Linked DNA regions of Mus musculus: region 2 is linked to region 1. A link is a contact called in public promoter capture Hi-C data. All regions are on one chromosome and are shown on one strand. The core of a region is the stretch at or near the end of the contact, and the rest is flanking DNA. Distances in the headings are between cores, read along the strand shown. Region 1 holds the start of Dph6 (diphthamine biosynthesis 6). Region 2 overlaps BC052040 (cDNA sequence BC052040).

Region 1 (5,721 bases), core at 1,194-3,693:
GAGAGCAGGCTGAGCAAGCCAGGGGAAGCAAGCCAGTAAAGAACATCCGTCAATGGCCTCTGCATCAGCTCCTGCTTTCTGGCCTGCTTGAGTTCCAGTCCTGACTTCCTTGGTGATGAACAGCAGTATGGAAATGTAAGCTGAATAAACCCTTTCCTCCCCAACTTGTTTCTTGGTCATGACGTTTGTGCAGGAATAGAAACCCTGACTAAGACAGTCAGGTAAATAAATAAATAAATAAATAAATAAATCCCAGGCCTCATCTTTTCAGATATGCGCCAAAGTAGGTCTTCATAACTTTCTCTATTGGATCCTATTACTATGTTCCCCCCAAAACAAATAAACAAATGCTCTAGAAATACGTTAGAGATTCAAGGGTGAACATCCATAATCACCTCCTAACTTTATGGTTTAAAATATGTCAACTCTTTAAATATCCTTTCAAAGTATTTCTCAAGCTGTGTTCTACAGAACACAGAGTACTCAAAGAACAAAAAGCATTCAGGAACAAAGAATTTTTTACTGTTAATTATTATGATGATGTTATTCATTTCCTTTGCATCCTGATGCCACCTCTCCTCGCTCCTCTCCTATGAGTACCTCCCTCTCATGTAGCTCCATCCACCATACCACCCCTTCTTTGCAGAAAAGGGGAGGCCTCCTAAGGACCAACCAGCCTTGGCATATCAAGTTGCAATAAGATTAGGTGCTTCTTCTTGAGACTAGACAATGCAGCCCAGATCGGGCAGAAGATTCCAAAGGCAGACAATGCAATCACAATATATTTGGGTTTCTATGCTTCAGAATAAATTTAAAATAGCCTGCCTAGATAATCTACAAGCTTCCATTCAACAGGACATCTTTTTTTTTTTTTTTTTTTTTGAGTTTTTTTTAGTCTTTGACTTAGTGATATAAAAGAATGTGTTTCATTTTGTCCTGGAAATACATTCATACCCTATCAACTGTTGTACACACAAATTCAAATACATGCATGTGGGTACACAATGCACACAGATTTATCAAACTGAAGCTTAAATATATGGCCATGTTATACACAATCATACACAGTACATGTATATTTATTTTGTGCATTCTTATTTCCTAATATACAGCTTTTAATTGTATAATTTCTCAAACAGCACCTCTAAATTCCTATCCACTGAGTGTTTTGAGGAACACACTCCACTGAGACTTTCTTCTCTCCAGTTTCACATGTTTTACTACCCTGCTGAGCTTCGGTAAACTAAGTTCCATGGCTGCCTTCCTGGCTCACATTTAATTTTTATCTCTCTTCACCAAATAATCGTGATGGTTAAAGTTTTATTCCCTTTATGTGTAAAATTTATTAAATTATGGTGGGTTTTCATTTCCTTAAAATGGCACAGAATCAACAGATCTGGCATTTTCCTGCCACTAGAGAAACTGGCTTACCTAGACTGTCACCCACTGTCAACTAGCATCAGTTACCTAGGGCATTAACAACAAATGTGTACGTGTGCTTCACTAGGCTAACAAAAAGAGACTGTAGCAATAAAGTGGAATTCACACTTTTTTGAGGTCTAAATCTCAAGAAACAATACACTTAAGGGTCTTAAACTAATATTGCTATGCCCCTTATCACTGCCAGGCACTGAAACAGATCAAGGATAGCTCTGCTTATCAGCTATAGTATCTGGGCTTTTAAGTAAGTTACTAGATTTCAAACTACTTTTGGAATATGACTTGGGTTGCCCAGGGTCAGTAAGGCAAATTTGTATCCAACGCACTCCAGAGCATCTAGAAAAACCTAGCTTATTTTCAACTCAACCAGGAGGAAATACATCTGTCAGTAGCTTGAGTTCCAACGGAGGTGTCTGACAACATAGGAGCAAAGCAATCTCAAACCATCTAGGGGATCCTACAGCTCTCCCGGCAAGCCAGAGATGTGAGAAGAGAGTGAGGTTGCAATCCTCCTTCCTGGAAAGGATCAAGACTGAGGAGAATTATAGAGGACAAAAACTGCTAACAAGTAAGTGAAGTTAACAGCGGCTCTCAAAGTTCAGAGCAAATAAAAGTCCAACAGGCGTGGTGACCATGCGCCCACGGAGGAGGAGGAGGACCCAGGAATTAGTGCTGTTTAGCTTTGCCAAGCTGCCAGAGAGGAGGCGCGTGGGGCCAGGGAGCCCGAGCAGATCGCCCCGCCTCTTCCGGTGGCCGTGGCGCCGGCCGGCCCACGCGGCGCCCCAAGAAGTGGCTCCGGATGTTTCTACAGTGGCCGCGTCAGGATATAGCCTTGCCCAAGAGTAAAGCGATGGCCCCAGTCCTCATTACCTGATCAGGGCCGCGACCCTCATTCTGGGCGCAGTGTGCGTGCGTACGTGCGTGCGTGCGGTAACCACAGACGCCAGGCCCGGGATCCCGCGGCGACTGGACCTACACGCGCGGTCCTCGACCTGGTGTCTGCTGCGCTGCCTGCCCTCGACCATGCCTACTGCCCCTTCAGCACCTTGCTGAACACCCGGGTGTAGAGGCTAGGTAGTCTCAGCATCTGTTCCCTGATACATGGATATATGGCTCAGAATTTACAAAAAGAAAAAAGTTTAGGCACAGCCTAACCACCTAAGTAAGGGCAGTGAAGCTGCCAAGGGAAGGGCATGGTCCTTGGTAAACCGCTTGAGGGTGCTGGGATTGTCTGGGTAGTAAATTCAAAGTCACAAGTTCTAAGATTTGAAACACTACCTTGGAAAGGGGATTTAGTCTCTCTCCTCTCTTCGTCAACTACAAGAAAGAAATCTTTTCGCCCTTCCTACCCCCCCTCCAAAAAAAAAAACCCACTAACCCCTGATCACTTTTAACTTCGAGGTTTGCATCTCTGCCCATTGAACCAGTGAGGCTACATGACCTCCGCCTCCTATACTGTGTTTTTGCATTTTCCCAATACAGAAACTGAAAAACTTGCACTCCAGAAAGCAAAACGAAAATCTAATTTAAAATACGTTTGCCAGTACTTAGTTATTTGAATGTACTAAGCACTCTTTGGAGCTCCTGGGATCAACTGGTGTACGATATAGACCACCATGCCTACCTACATCCATGAACAAGGAGTTTGTGTAGAGGTGTAGGAAGAAGAGAATTTAAAAAGAGAATTGTATGTTAAAGTGAAAAATACTGTACCAAAAGAGAGAGAAAGAGAGAGACAGAAAAAAAATGCAGAAATAGAGGGTACACGTGGCATTATTGGTGAGTTAAACTAACTTAAACATATACATCTTTGAATATTATTCATATGTAAAGAATGTATATATATATATATATATATATATATATATATATATTTTTTTTTTTTTTTTTTTTTGAGACAGGTTTTCTATGTGTAGCCCTGGCTGTCCTGGAACTCACTCTGTAGACCAGGCTGGCCTAGAACTCAGAAATCCACTTGCCTCTGCCTCCTGAGTGCTGGGATTAAAGGTGTGCGCCACCACTGCCTATGTATATACACATTATATACATGTAATACATATATATATATATATATATATATATATATATATGTGTGTGTGTGTGTGTGTATATGTGTGTGTGTGTGTATATATATATATATATATATATATATATGTATATATATACATATATATATCTCCAGTGAATGCCCAAACTCCCAAAATCCGTCTTCCCAATGTATCCATGTTGAATAAATCTCCCTTTCTGATTTCTACTTTCACCTGGCTTTTTTTTTTCCAGCCTGCTGGTTCTGGCCATATTTATTTCATACATGTGGGATACACTGTCACTGCCTTTAGACACAGCCTTAGACAGCATTGGATGCCCACTACAGATGGTTGTGAGCCACCATGTGGTTGCTGGGAATTGAACTCAGGACCTCTGGAAGAGCAGTCAGTGCTCTTTACCGCTAAGCCATCTCTCCAGCCCTTCACCTGGCTTTTAAAATTGTATTTTAATTAAAGACTGCTGGCAGGACATGAATTGGGCACAGGTTTTGAACTGAAGGTTTGATGACAAAAGAACAGGTAACTGGAGAAGAGTAACCAGAATGCATGATGGAAGATGAAGTCTGGGTGGTGGAGAGAGAAGATCATCCAAGGTGGTGTAGGCCATCTCAGACTTTATAGCACAGGTATGGTTGAAGGTTTTATAAGGACAACAGGTTCTTATAACACTGCAATGTTGAAAACATCTATTAGGGAAGAAATCTATTTTAATGTTCCAGGAGAGATGATGTGATGTGATCTAAAAACAAGATGATGGATTTGGCAAAACATGAAAAGAATTAGTATTTTTAAAACAGTCAATATAGTTGAATAGACAGATATGGGTTACTAAAGAAAGCCATGAGAAATGAGAACAATATCATGAACTAAAGGTAGGATGTGTGAGACACCTCACATTGTGTGGGATACACATTAGCAATCCGTCTTGCCATACTACAAGTGCTTTCAATGGCTCCAAATAGTTGGTATGCGTCATCATGGCATTGATAATTTGCTATGAGTATCAGTATTATAATCGTGTGTGCAAAAAATAATCTGTGATTATAATTATTTACCAAATCAATTAAGTATTTGAGATGTTGGTGTCTGGTTAGAGATAAAGCATTCAAATTATACATTATGAATCATATGCTTTTCAGCCTATGAAATTTTGAAAGTAACAATTTATGTAATACATATGACAAGATCATTGGGAGTTGAGTCCATTGAACTGATGGGTAGTTAGAGTAGTATAGGACTTGAAAGATAAGGACAGGAGAAACAGATACATCTTCAAACAAAGATATGAGAGGTTAGCCTTACTGGTGGAGAGGTTATGTTGGTCAGAGAGGAAGACAAATTGGACAGTCAGGGTGATGCCCAGTTATCTAGAATCAGGAAATGCCACTCGAAGTAATAGCAATGACAGGAAAGTTAGTCTAGCTGTTTATCATCAATTTTAGAAAGCTGTGTAGATTATCAGTAATTAACATGTGGACTATTTTGATAAAATAAGCATCAAGTGCCTCAAAGACTCATTTTTTTAAAAATTTTCTACCATTTAAAATTGTTTTTCCTTGCCACATTTCAAGAGAGGGTGAGAAAAGAACTTGCTCTCCCTACAGCTGCATATTAAGAATTACATTTTGTTTCTCTGTGTTTAGCCTCATGCTAAGATAATCTCATCAAAGATACTTATTATAATGTGTATATACTGGGGCTTATCTATAAGTGAGGGGATAACATGCTCAGGCCCGTTACCAAGGTCAGCCAGTTTTCAGAGGTTTCCTGCTCCCCCTGCCACCTTTATGTTATCCTTTGTATTGTGCATTTTACCCCTAGGAAAAAAATTCTCAAAACTTTCAATTGAAGTCCTTTCAACTAACAGAATTTCCTAAATGACCTCATATAACAGTGCCAAATGTATTGTCTCCTTTTTTACAAACCTTTACCCTAAGCCAAAGTAATCCGTTAAAAGAACTGCAAAGTGAGCTTCCAGTGGCCTAGTTCTAATATCTCATTTGTACTCACTCTGTCTGAGGACAGTGCAAGAAAAGTCTGCTCTGGTGGGGCATTGGTAGTGGATCTAAAAGCACCGCAATCAGAGTCTAAGACAGTTGCCAAGAATGGTGGAGATCTAGCTGCTCCATGATGTCTGTAATTCCTTCTATCTATCTAAGACTGACCTGTGAAATGGAGGTTACCTGGAGAAGTGGCAGCATTTGTTATTGTACTTCATTCCAGTCCTCACCTG
Region 2 (5,721 bases), core at 1,010-3,509, 1.0 Mb after region 1:
AATAAATAAATAAATTTAAAATAAATAAATGAGGAGGAGGAAGAGGAGGTGGCGGCGACCTCACACATAGGTTCAGGCCTTCTGCTGGTCTTGGTACCTTCAGGCACACTGTCATCAGGAGCATTGATTTTAAAAGTACACTTTATAGGCAAGCTTTGCAAAGACCATGAAAGCCAGCTGGTGGAAATGATGAGGTTCTGTGTGCTTGAATTTAATTTTTCAATATAATAGTTATCCTTGAAGTGATGAAAGGAATATCAGGTTTGAATCCAGGTTGCGTTGGTCTCATATATGGAAACAGCTTGCCCATCTACAGAATTAATAATACTTTTCTTTTTCTCTTATTTTAAAAATCAGTTACTCAGTACCTGTAAAGCACTTTGATATGTGCTAGCAGTCCACAGCTAGGAATCTGCCTCTGTGTTTTTCTTGTGTATCACTTCATCAGACAGTTTGAATCACCTTCTTTAACATAGCAACTCTTTAGCTAGCTTCAGCGTTCAACTTGGCTGACATCTCCTTAGAAAACCTTATTGCTTCCGCAAAGCCACTCCTGCTTGTGTTCTGCTGGTGATCCCACAGCAGTTATCAAGCATTATAATTGGTGTTTGCTTGTCACCTCCTTCGAGTTAATGCTACCTAGTTGTTTTATCTATCTTTAAATGCTCAGAAATTGGCAGAATGCCTGTCATACAGTAGGCAATCAGTGGGTAGTTATTCATTGCATGATTGTGCGATAGGTATACTCATACTTAAATGTGCAACTATAATTGAAATAAACTGTTAAGGATTATATAAGACATGGTGACATTAAACCATAATTGGTCCAGTTTTTTCTTCTTGAGAGTGTCATCCTCAGGATAGTAGGGAGTGTCTCAATTTCTAAAACCCTTTTATAGACTTTATAGATATATAAACTTTTACAGCCCTGTTTTAGAGAAATATTATAACTTTTTATATTATTATTAAATTGGGCAATGAAGAGTAACCACGTGGCAAATGCATTTTGTAAAGTTTCCCAGCTAAATATTTATGTTTGTTTGTTTTGTTTGTCTTATTTTGTTCTGTTGAAACAGGATCCTACTCAGTATCTAAAGCTGGCTTTGAGCTCATGGTAATCCCCCTGCCTCACCTTCTTGAATGCTGAAATTGTAGATGTGGTTTCTCCCACCCAGCTTTACATTGATGATGTCCTTCCCTATGCCAACGTTTCAGACTTCTTTGGTGTGAAAACTGAAATGGAATGCCTTGAAACCCTGTAGTAGAGACAGTTGGTGGTTCCTTAGAGATGCTAGAAAAAAGTCTGCTGTGCGTAAAGACTTGCAAGTTGAGGTTTGTGTGAAGATCCCCATGTTCTTTGCCCGTCCAGGCTATCTGTAGGAGTGTGGGTGTAGGTGCCCCACGACCCTGTCTTCTCCTTCTTCTCACTTCACCTGGAAAGGTGTCGACCATAACCCAATGTAGACAGCCAAGCCCCATGCAAATCTCCACAAACCCTTGCCCTCTGAGGTTGTACATTCCAGTGCTCGGCCATGGTAGGGGTATTTTGCTCCCTAAGGAGCACATTTTGATGTCCTTACAACAAAGAGCATGGCCTAGAGGTAGGGAGACAGAGGTCGGGTTCCTTTGACCTTGTAGAATCCTCATTGTGTGAACTGGATGCATCCAGAATAAGAACAGAGCCTCTTCTAAGCTCATGTGCCTGGCATGGATTCCTCTTCACTGGGTCTGAGGGACAGTCTCCATGGCAGCAAGGTGTACATCTTCCAAAGCCTTTGTGTGCTGGCAGTAAGGCTGTGGAGATGAACACCAGAGGAAATAGGACCTTAATCACACTGTTGTACTTGTACGGAGATTAAGAGCCAGGTTCCATCTGTCAGATTTTTGAATGGTTGGCTCCAGAGAGTCTACTCTCCTACAGGCAATGCTAAGCTAATACCTTCTGCCGCAGAAATTGATTTGAGTTCATTTCTTCCCTCTCAGGGCTTTTTAAAGATCAGTTATTTGTTCAATGGTCTAGTGATTACTTTCTCTGCTTGGTGATAACCTGAGAGGAGGCATTTCAAACAAGGCCGCCAGGCAGTGAGAGGTAAGGAAGGTATGTTTCAGAGGATGGCCCAAGTTTTTCCTGTATTAAGATACTTTCAGGAAGCCTGCAATTAGTCAAGTCACAGATTTCCAGTTATTTCAGTCTTGTTAAAGGCAAGGCTGATCACATCTGTCGTAAGTTGGAGTTTGTGCCTCCGCATTAGAAGCTCTCACAAACCTTCAATTACAGCAGCCTCAGAAAGCGCTGCTGCAGTACACTAACAAGCAGTCATCAGCAACAAGAGACAGATCGACTAATAATTAGCCAATGCGCTGGAGAGGACCTCTGTGAAGGTAAAATATAATAATTTGCCTTTCCATCTCTCATAGTGGAGTTGCTTGGGAGGTATTGACAGCCCATTGTTCGACAAATACTGGACACTGTTATTAGCTACAGCAACCTCAAAATATTTGATAAAGACAAGGAAAGTGTTTTCTGTGTACTTAGTACCTTCATGAGAATGTTTTCTCAGGGTCCCCAAACCATTTCATCTGCAGCTGGAATATAAATCACAAGGTTTTCCCCAGCAAGGAGTTTGCACAGTGTGCCATCATTTGTGATTTGCAATGATAACTTTAAAAGCAAAACTGAGCAAAAAAATAGAAATGTTGTCTTGAGCCTTTCAAGCAGGTTCTGCAATGAAGACATGGTTGTTGCAAGATTGAAAGGAGTTTAAACAAAGGATTAAAATGAAAGAAAACATGTCTGTTAGGAAATTCTTTACTTCCTTAGGTACGCACCTATGTGTCCGATCCCTATCTTTCAGCATGGTGAAGAGTGTTCTGAGGGAGATAGTGACCAGTTTCACAAATCAGGGAACAATGAAGTGTTGAAACACTAGCTTTTCCTGCTGACCCATGTGATGGAGTTCATCTGTGTCATGCAGGGTTCAGAAATGCTATGTTAAACCAAATCAACAAAGAAGGGATTGAGGGGCCATCAAAGAATGCAAACATTGTGATCCAACCATGCAGACAGGTAAGAGGAGGATAACAGCGTCTCAATAGAAAGGGACACCCACAGCAGTGTTAGCACCAATCACCCAACACCGTTCTGTGCACCCTTCTGTGGGACCTTTTCTGTAGCTAAGTCTAGTGGCACAGAGATCAGACTGAAGTGGGTGTAAGCTTCACTTTGTATTCTCAATCACATGGAAAGAAAACATTTTGTCCATATTGATAAATAATTTACTTTTGGAGAACTAATTTCACTTCTGTGATAGGGTCTGCACCCTAGAAAATTTATTTTATCTTGCAAACTTAGATAGTGTTGCTAGTGTGTACCTAGCATTGAAGTACTGACCTAGCTTTGACTCTGATTCTAATTTTAATTATGCATTTGTGTGTGGGTATGTGAAAGTGAATGTGGTGCCCACAGAAGCCAAAGGTGTCAGATGGGAACTGCTCAGCCTGGGTGCTGAGAACCGAACTTAGATCCTCTGCAAGAGCAGTGAGTATTCTTAACTATTGAGCCATTGCTCCAGTCCACCAAATGGAATCTTAACTAGGACACACTAGTTCCAAGCAGCGAATGTGTACAGGCAATGGGATATTCCACAGGAGTGCTACCCCTGTCCTTGAGTGATTGGCAAATGAGGCTTAGGGTCTTCCTATGAATTCTATACCTATGCCGTTTTGTTCCACCATGAAGCTTCACAGAAGGCTTGGGGAGAAGTACTGGATAGATCACTTCGTTAGCTTATGAGTAAACTAAGCTGAAGCTAAAAATCTTGCCAACACACAGGACATGAGGACTCATGTCTGTGTGGATGGACAAAATGAGCCAGGTATTCTTGTCTTGCTCAACAGCCTTGCACTATATTTAATATGAATCTGTAGAGTCAGTGTAAAAAACTATCATTGTACCCTTATATCCAGAATACAGTGACCTTATTGGGAGTTCAAATCAAGTAGTTGATTTATATATGATCCAGATGTTAATTTAAATGATAAATTTAAATTCAGGAGATAAATTGGCTAAAGGATATTTGTTAGGGAGTATATATTTTTAAACGTTTAATTAGAGTTTCTATTTTATCCTGAATTATAAATTGCTCCAAATAAAAACCTATTTTAATAAATAGGCTTTAAAGATTTAAGACAGCTTTTTTTTTCTCCAGGTGTATATAATTGACATAAAGCACATGTATTTGAAGCCTATAATTGGATAAGTTTAACATATATGTACACTCAGGAAAGTATCACATAGTAGATGCTGAACATGGCCAGTACCCTCTGGAGTTCACAGTCTTGTTTCCCCACTACCTAACCCTTTCAGAGACCCCTGGCCAGCCTGCCACTTCCTAATGGTCTGTTGGCATTATGTAGCATCTTTCTTTTTGTTTTTATTATTTTTCCTTCCCTTTCTTCCTTTTTCTTTTAATTTAGTTAGTTTTGGTTTCCTTTTACTTTGTTTCTATTTCTATGGTTTTTTTTAAATATATTTTAATGGAGCTATCATTTCTTTGTCTGGTTTGTTTGTTTGTTTGTTTGTTCAGACTGGGTTTCTCTGTTTAATCTTGGCTCTTTTGGAATTAATTGGCTTTGTAGAGCAGGCTGGCCTCAAACTCAGAGAGATCCACCTGCCTCTGCCTCCTGAGTGCTGGGATTAAAGGTGTGTGCTGGTCGAGTGGTGGTAGCGCATGCGGTTAATCCCAGCACTTGGGAGGCAGAGGCAGGCGAATTTCTGAGTCCGAGGCCAGCCTGCTTTACAAAGTGAGTTCCAGGACAGCCAGGCTATACAGAGAAATCCTGTCTCAAAAAACCAAAAAATTAAAAAAAAATTTTAAAAATTAAAAAAATAAATAAAGGTGTGTGCCATCACAGGACTTCTTGTCTGGCTTTTTAAAAACACAGCAGTTCTTTCAGGTGCATTGCTAGAGCACATTCAGTGCTGTGTCTATCTGTCCCTTCTTGGTTTTCACTAAGCTGTGAGGAGACTATTAGTTTCTAGTTCTTGCTACTAGTAATATAGTATGGAATGACTCCATTGCTTCTAAATAAATACCTATAATAGTAAAATGGTTAGAACATGCAGTGGGGGTATTTTGTCTTTTATGAAATGATTAATCTGTTATCTCTAAAGATTATACTTTTCTCTATTCCCACAGGCCAAATATTTGCTGAGGGAGCTTGCTGTCTTCCCAGTCACTTGCTATACTCAGTCTTTTGGACTTACAGTATTTTCATTGCTTAAGTAATAAGCTTCACCATGATATCAATTGCATTTTCTGATACTGCATTTAAAATTTTTATATACTTACTTGCCATCAATTTCTCTTTGGAGAAATCTCTGCTCAAATCTTCAGTTCATTGTAATTAGTTTACTTTTCTTTTATCAAGTTTTAGTGACTTTATATTTCAGTGCACTGGATGTCAGTCTTGTATTAGATATATGATTTGCAAAAATTCCCCTCCGTTTATGGCTTGTCATAATTCATTTAAATGTCTTTGAAAAACAAGTTTTTAATTTTGGTGACACCAATTTATCTTTGTTTGTGTTTTTGCTCCTCTTATGAATTATGCTATTATAATTATATCTGACTTTTTTTTAATCTAAAGGTGCAGCTGGACAGATGGCTCAGTGGTTAAGAGCTCTTAACCGCTCTTGCATATCACCTGTGTTCAGTTCCA

What was found. Promoter capture Hi-C pulls out the DNA fragments that hold promoters and counts their contacts.
Region 2: a promoter capture Hi-C map of hippocampal neurons shows a contact between it and region 1, with 6 times the contacts expected there. The contact joins the enhancer-like site here to the promoter of Dph6 in region 1. A contact is called at or near these places in 11 of 39 promoter capture datasets (the 3T3-L1 cell line, 3T3-L1-derived adipocytes, the C10 cell line and 7 more) and 4 of 115 datasets of contacts at active chromatin or transcription factors (embryonic limb bud, embryonic stem cells, large pre-B cells and 1 more).

The regions. Positions count from the first base shown.
Region 1 is chr2:114,652,521-114,658,241 of GRCm38.p6, forward strand. Dph6 (diphthamine biosynthesis 6) reads right to left here and starts at 2,444. Exons shown (of 9, transcript NM_025675.5): 1 at 2,311-2,444. The coding sequence starts at 2,333.
Region 2 is chr2:115,692,367-115,698,087 of GRCm38.p6, forward strand. All of the region lies in intron 10 of BC052040 (cDNA sequence BC052040), which reads left to right. Among named protein-coding and RNA genes, the nearest start is that of Mir1951, 57 kb to the left of the region's middle. Within about 2 kb of position 2,260, at least 6 of the 459 cell types and tissues checked have an H3K27ac peak or open chromatin away from gene starts, as enhancers often do. A contact at or near this core is called in hippocampal neurons, where this site is marked.